3 separate regions of the Mus musculus genome follow, and regions 2 and 3 are each linked to region 1. The links are chromatin contacts, called in public Hi-C and HiChIP or PLAC-seq maps. All regions are on one chromosome and are shown on one strand. The core of a region is the stretch at or near the end of the contact, and the rest is flanking DNA. Distances in the headings are between cores, read along the strand shown.

Region 1 (3,024 bases), core at 320-2,819:
TGAGCCTCTGCTGTCAAGTCCGATGCAGAACCAAAGCCTCTGCCTACACCACTTAGAGGCCCGGATTGTAATTCTAGATGGCTTCAATTTACACCACTCATCAGCTTTCCTCCTCTGCCGTGCCCCCCGCCCCCCACACACACACATCCAGCATTAATGAACTGTTAGGGGAACCTGAGTTCCTCCTCTGGCCCTGGTTCCCTGAGACCAGCTGGGTGCCAGCAGCCTAGTGTACATAGATAGCACCAACTGGTGTCCCTGTAGTGCAAAGTGGAATGGGTTCTTAAAATTCTGAGTAGTTTCTGCGGGTTGCCAGATGCACCCGGGGTCCTTCGCCCTGACTTTTACTCACCCCAGCCAATGAGAATCAAATGCACTGGGGTTGTACTCTCTAGACCTCCTCTTTTTAGAGCAGTGTTCATGCCTCTCCTCGTTCTCGATTTCTCGCTGGTCTAAGCAACGGAGCTTTTTGGGCGAGGGCGATGGAGTGGGGGACCCAGACCGTTCGGAGGGGGAGGTGCTGGAATAAGACGGGTGCGATTTAATCTTAACCCTCGACTTCTCCCCGGAGTTCACAGAGTAGGCAACGAAGCCTAAAGTATTAGAAGGGGACTCTGAGGACCGAGAATCTCCATCTTCTACGTCTTCAATGGTTGGTTTCTTTGAGTATTTGCGGCTGGGGGAGGATCCCCGCTTCCCGCCCCCGGAGGAGTTGGGGCAATCCACTTTGAAAGCAGCCTTCCCACTAAAATGTCCGGAAAGTCGGTGCCGCGACCCTCGGGCCCGCGTAGATCTCAAGGCCTCTCCCAGGGGGCCATACCCCGGCGAGGGTAGAGGCCGGGTGGCGAGAGTGGGGCGACCGCGGGAGGCACAGCGCGCCGCTGCTGCCTCCGCTTGGCGCGGCCTCTCCACTGCGGAGCCCGCCGGCCACTCCGGGGCTCCGGCTCTCCATTGTTCGGTCATATGGTAAAGGCCTAGGACACGGCGTTGGGAGCTGGGGAGTGGTGCCATCAACGCTTAGGACCACCATCCTCAACCAGACCACCCACAGCGTGACGACGCCCCCCAAATGCGCCGCCAGGAAGAGAGGATCAAGGCGCCTGCGCCCACCTAAGGCAAGAACCCTCTCCCGCTGGGACCACCGGAAAGCCCCCATCTCAGCGTGAACCCCAGCCAACGGCGCCTGCCTCCCGGGGCGGCGCCTCCGGCCGCAAGTATAGAACAGATCAAAACAACCCGCAACCCCGCCCTTCCCGGAGCTTGGCTCACAGCGCGTCCTAGGAACACCAAGCAGAGCCGGCCCGGGCCGCACGCTGCAAACACGCGGGAGGCACGAGCGCTGCATCCCGCTCCGTACAGCAGCTGACTGGAGCTGGGAAGTAGAGTGCGACCCCACAGCCCGGGCGGCCGTACATTCCTGGACCCTCCGTGCGCTTACCAGAGCGGTGGCCGGCCGGATGATGGATGGGTGAACAGGTCAGGAGAGCGAGGCGGAGAGGAGATGGGTGAGCGTGCTGTTCAGACACTCTGCTCTACTCCCATTCTCCGCTCTGCAGGGTCGCTGGCTGCTCGGTACTTTTTATTGACAGCTTGTGCCCGCCCCCAGTCGCCTTGATTGGCTGACCTAGGCCAGGAAACCCGCGCCCATCAGCTGCTGCGCGCCGGGGCCCTGAGGCCATTGGCCGAGGAACTGTGCGGGAGCCTCAGGGTGGGGCGAGCGAGACCCAGAAGAAAGAAAGAGAAAGGGGAGTGGGGGAGGGGAGGCAGCGGCGGCTGGAGGAGGGCCAGGGCCGAAGGTGCAGGATGCATTTGCAGCTTGCGTTCTTAAGCGACCTCTGGACCCTCGGACCCAGGCTGAGGCTTCCTCAGAGTCATTTGGCCTCGGCTCTTTGCTTCCTTAACGGTACAGAGGTTTTCGAGGAGATCTGTCACTGAAAATCCAGAACCCCAGAAGAGAATTTTACCCTTTGTTTGTTGAGCGAGCCTGGGGACGGGTTGGGCTGGGGAGAGGCAGGGAGCCCTGATCAGGCGCGGGGAGAGAGAGAGAGAAACACGATTCCCAGAACCTGGAGGACCCTATCTTCCTGGTTTCCTGAGTGGATTTGGGGGAAGTGGTCAGACTGTGATTTCACGGTTTAAACACAAGTGTGATGTTTCTATAAAGAGGATTCTGGACGTCCATAGTCTATTTGATGTTGCCTTGTGTGTGTGTGTTCCCGTCTCTCAGCCTTTCCTTGGATCTGCAAAATAAAGCAGATGGAAGGACTTTCAGAGCAGTTGACCGGGAAAGCAGGGTGGCAACATGCCTTTAATCCTAGCACTCAGGAGGGAAAGCGGGGGTGGCACACGCCTTTAATCCTAGCACTCAGGAGGCAGAGGCGGGTGGGTCTCCTGAGTTCGAGGCCAGTCTTCTCTACAGAGGGAATTCCAGGACAACCAGGGTTTCACAGAGAAAACAAACAAAAAAGCAAGAGGGGTGGGGGGAACCCCTGGCTTTGCTTCCCAAGTTGTTTTTAACTGTGTGTGTGTGTTGGGGGAGAGGGAATGAGAGTTTTCTCTTTCCTTTCTTAACCCTGCAGTGATGGCTGAGATAGTGTGTGAATACTGTAGTGAGACAAGCTGAAAATGTGCACAGAATTTACCTGTAAAAAAATAGACGTGGCCCATATATTGTTATTAATGCTATGCTCTGAGCAGTCTCTTTCTAGTACATGAAATCCACCTCATGGCTGGGCTTTATCTTTCAGGACTTCTGGCATTCGAGATGAAGTTTTCTCTCTAGATGCCAGAAACCCACGCTCTCAGTGCCTTTGGAAGAGGAAGGGATGAAGTTTGTGCTTCTGCTTCTGTGTATGCACCACAAATATGAAAAAGAAAGGTTGCCTGTGACCCCACACACATAGCTCGGCCTGTTAGGTCAACCTCTGTCAATTTCCCCTGAGTGTGTCTGACACAGTGGCTCACAGAAGCAGCATGCCCCACAGGTGGGGATTTGAATAGGCTTTGGACCAGAAAGGCACCTTG
Region 2 (3,024 bases), core at 169-2,668, 1.7 Mb before region 1:
TAAATTAGTCTTATGTTTATAACTCAAACCTGTCCTTACTTTATCGGGTAAAATTCAGTTTTAGAGACAAAAACTACACTTTAATTCTGATATATCCATGTAACTTTCTAAACTGCCTACTCCCCTGGGTTTTCTATTTGGAAATGAAAGTGATTCAGGAAGCTGAGTGGAGAGTTAGTTCATCACCAGACCTCCATGTTACCTGCATGGAGCCCTTAATTTTAAAAATGTGGAGGGACTATATCTAGCAGGACCAAATTCAGCCAAAAACATAACAACTATATTTAGAGTTCCTAAGAATCATAATAGTAATATTGTTAGCATCTTATACACAGTAATGTTCTCTTAAATTTCAAACTTATTATTAACATTACCATGTTTCCTATCACATGTCCTTCTGGCAACAGCGAATGCCAAATTTTATTTTATCATCCTCATTTTGTAAAGGTTCAGAGGCAAGGCCACTGAAACATTGTCATTCAGTGCCCGGCTACATAAATATTCGTTGGATATCAGAGAGATTATTCCATGTCCAGAATGATGCTATTCTCCAGGGTAAAAAACAAAAACAACAAACACACACATACAAACTTCATTACGCTCGACCATTAGCCACGCAATCTGCTACTAAGTTTTTGGAGGAAACAGCCCACGTCCTCTCATCCACCCATCTTTTACCTGCTTGAACCTGGCATACAGGTACAGGAGCTGCTCCCGGCTGGCTACCTGAACCAGGCCTTGGACGTGTGCGGCAGCCTTCTCAAACAGCTCGGCCAAACTCCGGGTCCCCTCGGCCTCGGGGGTCTGGAAGGATTCCATATCACCAGAGTCGTCCCCGGAGCTCAGTTCCCCACCGCTGTCGCCTGTGGTGGCCCCCGAGGGTAGGAACGGTGTGGCCATGTTCACTAGCTCGCTGTGGCCGGTCCTCCCCGGTGTGGCGCGGGTTCCCGGGCCTGATCCACCGGTCCGGGTGCGGAGCTCGAGCGGGAGTGGGAACGCAGTGAGCTGTCTGGCGGTCTCAGGTGATTCTGCCACTCCGCCTACCCGGGCGCACAGGACCGCCCCGTCCTCCCCCGGTTTCCCCTCGGGCTTCGCCCGGGTCGCTCCAACGGTGCGGGGTCTGGAGGCCGCTCGGCTGGAAGATGAGGGGAAGCCGGCGGCGCGGCGCGTGCGGCTGGGACGGGAGCTGGGAGGTGAAGCGGGGCGCGAGCTCGGCGGGTCGGACGCGCACCCGGGCACGCGCCGGTGGATACGGGGCCCCGCCTGCTCCGCTAGCGTGGGTTGCGGCGGCCGCGGTGCGGGATGGAGATACGGGCCTCGGTGACAGACAGGGGACGTCGCTCGTGGTTTTGGGGGGGACTTCGGAGTCACAAACTCCGGAACTCACCCGGATAGGGCCCCCAGGGGAAAGGGAAGGAGGCGGTCCATTAGTGTAGCTGCTAGAGTAGAGTCGCGGGAAACAGAGAGCTGAGGACAAAGGTTCCGCCGTTTCCTAACCACCCACTCTGACTTAAAATAGCGAGTCACCAACAGATGGAAACCTTCCTTCACTGCCCCACCGTGTGTCTAAATGGTTAGATGACTCTCTCCCATCAGTGTTTTGTTTTCCAAACTTGCTGCCCCCTCATTTCCCAGCGCTTTGAGAGAAGGCATCACCAGGCCCCCAAACCTGCATCATCTCATCTCAGTTGTGCCTCACCAGGCCCCCAAACCTGCATCGTCTCATCTCAGTTGTGCCTGTGCTTCTTGAAGTGAAACCCAGTTCTATAGCTCTGCCGGAAAGGAACAGATCTTTCCACGTCCAGCACACTGTCAAAAAGAAAAAGTGTATGCATACACAAAGTTCATTACGTCTACACGCAGACCGTGTACATTTGCTATCAGTTTTTACGAAAAGCACGTTTTGGTACTCTCTCCTGCAGGAATTTGAGAACCCCAATGTGGAATGTCGCTTGAAGAAACTGCTCTCAGTTTTTGGGGTGTCTCACATCAACTGTGTGTGTGTGTGTGTGTGTGTGTGTGTGTGTGTGTGTGTGTGTGTGTGTGTGTGTGTTGTTACTAGTAGTACTAGTAGTGGTGCTAGTAGTAGTAGTAGCTTTCACCAACCCAAAAGCTAAGAATGTCGTCAACTATCTTCTTGGGCCTGTAGGAAAGTTTTCCCCGTCTCAGTGTTACTGCTTCTCTGTGTACCCGCCAATGTATTTTTAGTTTGCTTTGATTTATGACTTTCTTTGTTCTGTAAAACTATGAAACTGTTTCCACATTGGAACTTGGAATTTGGGGTAACCTAAATTTGTAGTCACTCGAAGTGACTCCAGAATAAACTATTATTTATCTTTAAGATGAGTGTGGTGATTTGAGTAAGAGTGGCCCCAATAGGCTCATATACTCGAACGCGTGGTTATCGGGAAGTGGTACTACTTGTGAAAGATTAGGAGATAGGGCCTTGTTGGAGGAAGTGTGTCAATGAGCTTTCAAAAGCTCAACCCAAACCCAGTGGCTCACTCTTCCTGCTCCCTGTAGATCTGAGATGTACACCTCTCAGCTGCCTCTCCAGCACCACGTCTGCCTTCGTGCTGCCATACTTCCACCATGATGAAAATGGACTAACCCGCTGAAACTGTAAGCCAGCCCCAATTAAATGCTTTCTTTAATAAGAGTTGTGGTCATGATGTCTCTTCACAGCAATAGAAACCCTAACTAAGATAATGAGGGATGTGATTTTGGTATCAGCAGTGGCTAGTATGTTCTAAATATGGTAGAGACACACACTCATGTGTAGTCATTTATCACTAGTAGCTTAAAACTAATAAAAACACTAATAAACATAAGGCTAATAACAAAGAACTACAAAGAATGGTTATTGATTGACCATTTAGGATTAAACTTTCAACAGAACTTTGAACAGGATAAGTGAACAATGAGAAACAGGAAGAAGTTAAATGGCTTGGGTCTGACTTTCACGAACATTCTTTGAGAATAGAGAATGTTTCCACTATTAGTCCCTCCACAAAAGGAAAAACA
Region 3 (3,024 bases), core at 367-2,866, 1.5 Mb before region 1:
GTAGCTGTACAGATGGTTGTGAGCCATTGTGTGGTTGCTGGGAATTGAACTCAGGACCTCTGCTAGCTCTGAGGCCCCTCTCACTCCAGCCCAAAGATTTTATTTATTGTTATATGTAAGTACACTACAGCTGTCTTCAGATACACCAGAAGAGGGTGTCAGATCTCATTACAGATGGTTGTGAGCCACCATGTGGATGCCGGGATTTGAACTCAGGACCTTCGGAAGAGCAGTCAGTGCTCTTAACCACTGAGACATCTTTCCAGGCCCCACTTATGATTTTTAACTAAGAATATATGTGTGAGTCTGTGTGTGGGTACTTGTATGTGAGTGCAGGTAGGTGTCCTTGGGTGCCACAAACATCCCCAGAGTTGGAGTTAGAGGTGGTTATGAGCTGCTTGCTGCTTGACATGGATTCTGGGAATGAAACTTAGGTCGCTCTTCGGAGCCATCTCTCCAGCCCCCTGACGATTCTTTCACCAGAGGCTGAGGCTTCTGTTCAAACATTTGCCAGAAAGATGTGCTTTTTCTGAGCAAGCCTCATACCCTCTCTTTCTCTTGAAGAAACATTCATAAAACCTTATTAGAAAGGGGAATTTAGAGGAAGGGAAGGAGGAAAAACATATGGCGTTTTGAAGTATGTGTGTGTGTGTGTGTGTGTGTGTGTGTGTTGGGAAGTCAACAGGGATCTATATTGTCACAGGTACAATACTTCCTTAGCAAACCTTTGAGTCTCATCAAAGTTGTAAGAGTTAAAGAGGATAAAGTTACATGTAAGGAGTTTAGAACAGTGCTTGGTACAGGGACAAGAATAGACACACTTAAAAAGAGAGTCAGCTACTATGTTATCCAGGGCTCCACCATCCAAGGTGAGACCTGGGCTTTTCCCTCAGATAAGTCCTTCAGGGCAGTCACTCTCACATGGAATATGGTACTTTGCTGCCTCTGTGGTATCTTTCCAGAGGTCAGCCTGGATACAGGACTGTCACACAGGGACTGGGTGAGGAGAGGATTCTCTTTCTTCTCAGCATTGTTTTCCCTCTCAAGTTTGCCCCCCACTCCCAGTCAGCTGTATCACAAAGTGTCAATCCTGGTTTGTATCTAGATGTTTTGGCCTTTCTGGTAGCACTAGGACTAATTAGACAATTACATTGAGATACAGAAGCAGCACAAACTTTCTGGCACTGACATTTTAAATTGAAAGCAAGCATTTATTGAGCATCTACAGCATGCAAATACAGTTCCCTTAAATACAATTGGCTCTTAACTGTTTCAACTACTCAATTTGGACCACTGCTGATTTATCTTTAAGGGTTTTATGAAGAATCAATATTAAAATGGAAATAATATTTGCACAGTTCTCTGCAAATATCAGCGTCTTGTGTGGATTATTGTTGCTCCAGTACCAATATTAATTGCAGTAGCAACATTGTTGTTTTTCCCAGGCAGAGTGTAGAAAGCAGCTGTAGGCAGACTGGAGGCAGGCGGAAGAGGTCAGGGGAGGTGCCTTCCCACGTCCGGCCCAAAGGGGCGGAGCAAGAAGGAAAGCCCCTGAGGCCACGCCCCACCCCGCCCCCTCCGTCGGAGCGGCGTAGGCGGTTACCATGGCGATGACGTCTAGAGGGCGGGGCGGGGCGGGGCTATGGAGAGGAGGAGGAAGATGGCGGGAGGGCGGCTCTGAGGAGACCTCGGCGGCGGCGGAGGAGGAGAGAAGCGCAGCTTCGCGCAGCGCCGGGGCCCATGTGGGGAGGAGTCGGAGTCGCTGTTGCCGCCGCCGCCGCCTGTAGCTGCCAGAGCCGGGTGGGAGTGAGGGGGACGCGGCAGGATGAAGTTCGCCGAGCACCTCTCCGCGCACATCACTCCCGAGTGGAGGAAGCAGTACATCCAGTATGAGGTACCTGGGGCTGCTGTGGTTGGGGCGGGCTCGGAGGGGCTGTCATCTCCCTAGCTGCGACCTCCGCCGCTGCCTTGAGCTCCCCGGCCCGGGCGGACTTTGACCCACCGCCGCGGGGAGCCACTGCGGCATCCCCGGCGCTGCTGGCCCCCGGCGGCCAGGCCGTCCTTCCCCTCCCCCGCAGCCCTCTGCCGCCGGGGTAACGGATATGCAGGCGGCGGCGAGAGGAAGGGCACTGCCGGGCTGGGGCTGGGGAATGGTGGTGGGAGGCCAAGCCGCAGGTGCGACGGCGGCCCGGGGTCGCGGCGGTTCGGCGCCACCCCCTCCCCACTCACCCTGACCTCCGGTCCCCACCGCCAGAGATCACCCCCTCTGCCAAGGTTAGGTGCTTCTCGCTGCTCACCTCTCGCCAGAGAATCGAGCTCTTGCAAGATAAACCCCTCCAGCGATTGCCTTCAGTCCACCCAGCCCCGTCGGCTTACCTCCACTTGCTCACTGTTGACAAAGGCTTTGTAACAGGATTGAAACTTGGTGAAATGTGTATCGCCTAATGCAGTGGTTATAGTTTTCAAAAGCATTGAGCCAATAGTTCTGTTTTGATAAGGAGACGGTTGTCTCTGTCTTTGTACTGACTGCACGAACTATACAGAATAATCACATCTTTGGCTTTTCACTCTTCTCTGGTTTTGGAATGGAGGGAAGAGAAAGGAGGGAAGAGAATTATTTAAAATTTCAGGTTTTCTGCTAAGTTTTTGGTAGGGAGAAAAATCACTGTATTGTGAATACAGTACCTTACTTGTGTATTGCACGAGACATGTTCCTCCTTTCAGTTTCTTCCTCTTGCAAGGCTTTTGGAGGGTTTTTAAATACATGTTTTAAGGAACCTTGCATCAATATTGGGAAAAGTAAAGACAGTGCAAACCACTCATATACTTAAAAGGTAGGATACCTGAAAGGCATTTATTTATTTATTTATTTATTTATTTATTTATTTATTTATTTATTTATTTATTTATTTGAAGCTTGCAATAGGTTATTCTCAGAAGCTAGTAGTTCAGCTCCTGGAGAGAGAAAAGACAGCGGGTCTGTAACCTCCAGGAATTCACATCTATGGTATGAGCAGGAACAAA

The links. A called contact is a pair of places that touch in the nucleus more often than the background predicts. HiChIP or PLAC-seq counts read pairs in DNA pulled down with a chosen protein or histone mark.
Region 2: an H3K4me3 HiChIP or PLAC-seq map of pro-B cells shows a contact between it and region 1, with 5 times the contacts expected there. The contact joins the promoter of Acbd6 here to the promoter of Glul in region 1. A contact is called at or near these places in 1 of 39 promoter capture datasets (hippocampal neurons) and 2 of 115 datasets of contacts at active chromatin or transcription factors (astrocytes and pro-B cells).
Region 3: a contact with region 1 is called in a Hi-C map of regulatory T cells, with 6 times the contacts expected there. The contact joins the promoter of Xpr1 here to the promoter of Glul in region 1. A contact is called at or near these places in 2 of 484 Hi-C or Micro-C datasets (embryonic stem cells and regulatory T cells).

Annotation. Positions count from the first base shown.
Region 1 is chr1:153,898,474-153,901,497 of GRCm38.p6, reverse strand. Glul (glutamate-ammonia ligase (glutamine synthetase)) reads right to left here and starts at 1,569. Exons shown (of 7, transcript NM_008131.4): 1 at 1,439-1,569. Gm38440 (a long non-coding RNA gene) reads left to right here and starts at 1,722. Exons shown (of 2, transcript XR_387481.3): 1 at 1,722-1,903; 2 at 2,748-3,024. Mir8114 (microRNA 8114) reads right to left here and starts at 1,572; the gene lies at 1,462-1,572.
Region 2 is chr1:155,556,514-155,559,537 of GRCm38.p6, reverse strand. It overlaps Acbd6 (acyl-Coenzyme A binding domain containing 6), which reads right to left and starts at 1,418. Exons shown (of 8, transcript NM_028250.3): 1 at 679-1,418. The coding sequence starts at 900.
Region 3 is chr1:155,416,036-155,419,059 of GRCm38.p6, reverse strand. It overlaps Xpr1 (xenotropic and polytropic retrovirus receptor 1), which reads left to right and starts at 1,616. Exons shown (of 15, transcript NM_011273.2): 1 at 1,616-1,894. The coding sequence starts at 1,826.